2 separate regions of the Hordeum vulgare genome follow, and region 2 is linked to region 1. Evidence: chromatin contacts called from public Hi-C data. All regions are on one chromosome and are shown on one strand. Each heading gives the region's core, a stretch centred on a gene start, on an enhancer-like site or on the middle of the called end of the contact. The rest is flanking DNA. Distances are from core to core; before and after follow the strand shown.

Region 1 (2,816 bases), core at 191-2,690:
CGGTGAGCGTGTGGTTGGCGATCGAGAAGAAAAGCTCATCGTTGAGCGCAGCGTTGATCAGCCGGAGCAGGTACCACATGCCTGGCTGCACCTTCAGCTTGAACGTGTCTGCAAATGTTCATTCCATCAGCTAAAAATAAATCGACATGAAAACCGAAACCCTTTTTTTTTTTTTGAGTGTTGATGATGATGATGGGAGGAATTGGGCCTCTTGTTGTGGGTTACGTACCTTTGCTCGAGCAGTTGTAGAGTGGGCCTGGAAGGCCGTTGATGGTGTAGGCCTCGGAGACGTTTGGGCCTCCACCAGTCTGCAGCGCCTGTGCGATGATAGCCTCTGGATCCGCGTTAAACCATTCGCCGAAGACGACGGGGACGTCTCTGTAGGGTTTTGGGAACGGGAACGGCACGCCGAGCTTGGGGAGGATGACGATGGGGCCGTACAGCGTGGCGCGCATCCAGGAGACGTGGGCGTGCCAGAACAGCGTGCCCCTCTGCCCCGTCACGGTGAAGTTGTACACGTAGCTCTGCCCCGTCTGGATCGGGCACTGCGTGATGTACGCCGGCCCGTCCGACCACCCCGTCCGCAGCTGCCTCACCCCGTGCCTGCGCTCACATCACATCACCGCCAGTTATCCATACAAATACAGCACGGTACAGAGAGAGTAATTTTTTGCCGAAAGATAGAACCGACCGGTCTTCAGAAAACTGGCTTCAATTGTGATGAGCAATTGAGCATGGCTTTGTTTATGAAAATGTAGCTAGCAGTACGATTATCGCCCATGGAATTAAGTAAGAGCAAGGGGCCAAAGATTTACCAGTGGATGGTAACGTTGTGCTTCACATTGTTAACCACCTTGACGACGACACGGTCGCCTTCCCTTGTGAGGATTTTCGGGCCGGGGAACTTGCCGTTCACCGTCGGGATGGCGCGGGTGGTGCATAGCCGTGTCACCTTCTGCATTGTCACCTGCAAATTAATACACACATTAGGCGCTACCTGTCAGAACAAATACACGCAGCATGGTGTCCACTGGACAACTCATGCATGGCATGCATGCATTTTTTTTAAAACGGGGCATGCATGCATTTTGTTTTTAAACGGAGCTTGCATGCATGCATTTGAAAGGCGCAATATGTGCTATTGCTTCAGATCGATGTTGAAATGCAGTGACATATGCAAGTAAAACAAGGACAAAGAAAAGTGCACGAACACGATGCTCACATTGAAGGTGTAGTATCTCGTCGTGCCGGCGAGCAGCAGCTGTGGGAGCAACAGCAAGGTGCCGAGCAGCACCAGCAAGTGTGCCCCCATTGTCCCAACACTTTGATCGGTCTGCAACGCAGATGCTTGGCAGATGGGAGGAGCGGTGCGCGCTCGTATCATAACATGAGAGAGCAAGCTATATATATGGAGGACGGTTCGGTGCCGCTAGCTGGAACATCCTACACCTACTTACCCCTACATATGTCTAAATAATCTTCCAACTAGCACTAGCTAGGTGGGGGTGCAATTTATTAATTAGGTGAAGATACGATGTTTTGCTTTATTTCCGAGGTCATGAAAAATATGAGAAGTGTTAGGTGTTGATGATCAGCCAAACTTTTTCTGAAAGCGTGATCAACGAAGCTTGTTTGTGAGGAAGACGACACGAGAAAAAAAAGTTGCCTAGCTAGCGCCAGTGCTTTTTGCTGGTGATGTAGTACGAAGGGTTGGGTTGTGCTGGGTTTTAGAGTGCAGGCAAAGGAATTGGTCTTTTTGACAGGAGCACTGCTCACACAGACATTCTCGAATATCAGGAGCCAGAACTTAATCGTCGCACCTTTGAACTGTTGGTTGAATCGGAGTACGCCTCAAGAATCATGATGCAAAGTAGTAGGATGCGATTAGAATCTGCCGTTCCTGTCTATGGTGTGGTCTTCAGTTCCTCTGGAAGGTCGGCACAGCCTCGACAGCTAGCATTTGTTACAATCTCCTTATCATCTCGTCACTTCAGTAGCGACCTTATTAAGGACAATGTAGGGATGATTGGTTCGGTCGGCGGTTAACTCATTCAAGAGTTTCTTCACTGTGCATGGAGTGACTGACGAAACTGAGATTAGAACACTTCAACTTATAGGGTTCTGTTCTTCATGGGGTCATCGTGAGACCAATTCAAAGATTGCACAGCGGGATAAGGTGCATCTCGTTTACGATGGCCGCAAGCTAGATTTGAGTTCCTAAGTATTCCTCCATTGCACTTGCCCCAAAGACAGTTAAGATTCGTGTCTGAATGACCTGCACATCCTGTCTAGCATCAACCGCATTGGTTGGACGTCGGCTAACCGCATTAACTGGGTTACTTGCACCCGAGTTTATGTTGTTGGAACGTCAGACGAGAACAGGCGGCAGCGTACTACACCGGGCACACTGCACTTCACCCCCCTAGCTTCAGTAAAATTCACGTAAAAATAGATTTGATGCAATATAACCACAACTTCGAACACAGACGTGCTTACTCAACCGGACTTTCCAAAATATAAAAAAAGTATCATATCTTATCACCTTGTACATTTATCTTCCACACGGATGCGTAAAATCGACCAGGATCTTCCTGACAATGCCATCCTCCCTATAATTCCACGATTGCAGCGTGTGATAGTGTGTGGCTAAATTATAGCCATGAATATCTCTTGGAATTTGTACGCTCTTGTTCCTGTCTGAACATCCCTGGCCCGGGCATCTTTACCCTGTCTTCGTCATCAAGGAGAACACTTTGAGTAAAACTATGATCGCGCACAGTGCAGCCGGATGGTTTCTGGTGGGCGATAAGCGACGG
Region 2 (2,816 bases), core at 166-2,665, 330 kb before region 1:
AAACTCTATCGTAGCGTCCTACTACCACCAAGTCCAAGTGAGGCACTCATGACTGGGTATGCGTATTTTCCTTTTCACTCTGTTTTTGTTTTGCGTTTGTGTACATGTTTGCTGAGGGAGGGAGATGGCGAGGTAGGGGGGGCACCAAGCGCAATAATGGAGGGGCGTCAGTTGGCCACGCCGGAAATGGCAGTCCCAGAAGGGTGAGGACAAGGGAGAGGATGCCATCACCGTCACCATCCCCATTTACTGCCCCCTTCTTTCTTCCCTCCTAATCCCAAAGCAACGCTCTTCCTTTGCTCACCACCACTCTTCTCTTCTTCGTCTTCCTCCACCTCCACCACATCGTCCATTTGATTCCAATTATGTCCACTTGCGCCGCTCTCTATTTGGCATCCCTGCCGTGGCCAGGAGAAATGACAAGATCGAGGAGGAGGAGGAGGAGCACGGAATGCCAATGGTGTGGGTGACATCATTCACAATACTACTACTAGTATATGTTGTTTGCGTCTCATTTCTTTACCTGGTATATACATCATACGGTAGTCACAGCTTTGCAGCCTTGCACTGGCAGTACAATAGTAGAAGAAGATCCACTAGATTTCAGCTAGGCCTAGCAAGCCCTGTCTGAGATTTCTCCTAGCTAGCCAGCCTCTGCTTCTCCTCTGCAGCAGCAGCAAGCTGTGACAACGAACAACAAGATCCCCCATCTCCTTCGGAAGGTGATCCCAAAACTTGCCCCACATCTCTAAGCTTGCAGCACTAAGTACTCTGCTAATCACTAGCTAATCAAGCACTACTAGTAATTTCTCCAAGAACCGTCCCAGAGCTGTTCTGGGATGGAAAAAACGAAAGGAAAAACAAAGACTCCTAGTAAGAAGAGGCCGATCTGTACATACATCACCCGGTTAGCCGCCTACTCGACACCCTCCATCTCTTGCTTCTGTACTGCGGCTAATCCGGGGGAGAAACGGCGGGCGGGGGCGGGAGATCTTGAGCGCCGCCGCGGCGGGACGCCATGGCTAGGAGCAGTCCTTCCAGCAGACGAGCATGGTGACGCAACGGCGCATGATGTAGAAGCGCGCCCGCTGCTCCTTCACCAGGCCCGCGCACCGGCTCGAGAACGAAGGCGCCGCGCACCCGCTCGCAGAGGCGGCCGCCGCGGAGGCGCTCCCCCGCCGGCCGATCGCCTGGTCCCTTGTGCTGGCAGACCTCTTCAGGAACGGGTCGCCGCCGCCGCCGCCGCCCCCGCCGCCGGAGACGCGCCTGCAGCTGCCGTTGTTCCGGCTCTTCTTGGAGAACTTCCACTTCTCGTCAACGTAGAACTCCATGGATTTGCGCTTTCTTCAAGTGTATGCTTGGAGGGTGAAGTGGTGGAGGCTCGGAGAAGGGGAATGTGGGGAGTGCGAGGGCTGAGGAATCCTCGCTATTTATAACGGGTGAGGCTAGGGAGGATGGGCGTGAACTGGACTGGACCATCCAGTGGGATGGAATGGATGGATGGTTGGACTGGGTTTGGATTTCTAGTAATTGTGAGTCTCTTTGCGTAAGGCTGCTCATAATGGGGAGTAACTAGGAGTAGTAACATAATGTTGTTACTACTCTATGTTAGTACCTCCATAGTGGGGAGTAACATACATGTGGTGTCATGCAAACTAGCATTTATTAGGTTATAGACACATAATGCATTGAAATATATGATGTGATGGTAACTAGCTATGTTACTATTACCATCTCTCTCCGCATTAATTACTTGCCACGTCAGATTTTTTACCTACGTGGCGTTGATGTTACTACTTAGTTACTTCCCACTATGGCTAGTCTAAGCAATTATATGTTGGCACCTCTTGATTTTGCATGGCTGGAAATAAAATATTAATGTTATAATCTTCAGCCATGCTTGCTTTTAAGAGTTTGCCAATCATATCCGTTGTCAGAATTAGTAGTTAAGCATGAGCTAGCAGGCTAATTGCTGCCTAGCTAAGAGCACCTCTAACACATGCTCAAAAACTGCCGTGCTCCCCAAAACTATCGTTCGAGGCAATTTGGGCAAAAAAGAAGAACAACTTGAGAAAATGCCCTGGTTATAGTTTTTTTTTACAACAACATTTAAATTTTGCGACGAGTGCTGCAAATTTGTAGCACCTCTAACGACAGCCTTAAATAGAAAACTTTGTGGTGGGAACCTCGTTATCGATCGTCGCCACTCCACGTCGATTCCGACCAGTTCTTGCCGCGAGCGCGACTTCGTCGGCCACCGCCCCCATCCCAACCGCTCGCCCTTACGACCATGTCCACGGGCGAATCTTGGGCCACCATCACCCGATTCCCGGTGTTCCCCGCCACACCACCGACCGACTAGTCGCTACAACACTGCTACCAGCAACCGACATTGATTTGCGGTCGTCGCAATCCCCAGACGACCATCCGTGAGCTGCTCCTTATCGAGCTCTCGTCGTCGTCGGATTTGGTTGCATCCCCCGTCTCCTCTTCGGCCCATGCAGAAAGTGTGTGTAGCCCCTAAGTGTGGTTTTGATTATTATGACAATCTCTAAGTGTTAATGGTTTCATTGATATATACTTGAAGGATTATTACATAGCTGGTGCCTTAAGAATATTGTATGGGTTTGATGATGCATCCCATAAAGATAAAGATATGCTCTGAATTGGTATTGAATGACGATTTCTATGGAGCAAGAACTGCATTGTATCTTATATGATATATTTTTTCATAGTGATGCATGAAGTACATTGGTTGATCTAGGATGAATTCCATTAATAGTGTCATGAAGAAGTCCTCATGGAACCCCTCTTGG

The links. A called contact is a pair of places that touch in the nucleus more often than the background predicts.
Region 2: a contact with region 1 is called in a Hi-C map of leaf, with 6 times the contacts expected there. The contact joins the promoter of LOC123449026 here to the promoter of LOC123449025 in region 1. A contact is called at or near these places in 4 of 6 Hi-C or Micro-C datasets (leaf and seedling) and 1 of 1 datasets of contacts at active chromatin or transcription factors (embryo).

The regions. Positions count from the first base shown.
Region 1 is chr4H:477,446,252-477,449,067 of MorexV3_pseudomolecules_assembly, reverse strand. It overlaps LOC123449025 (laccase-10-like), which reads right to left and starts at 1,440. Exons shown (of 5, transcript XM_045126088.1): 1 at 1,223-1,440; 2 at 816-967; 3 at 230-603; 4 at 1-108. The coding sequence starts at 1,384.
Region 2 is chr4H:477,778,217-477,781,032 of MorexV3_pseudomolecules_assembly, reverse strand. It overlaps LOC123449026 (small polypeptide DEVIL 11-like), which reads right to left and starts at 1,415. Exons shown (of 1, transcript XM_045126089.1): 1 at 486-1,415. The coding sequence starts at 1,331. The coding sequence ends at 1,023.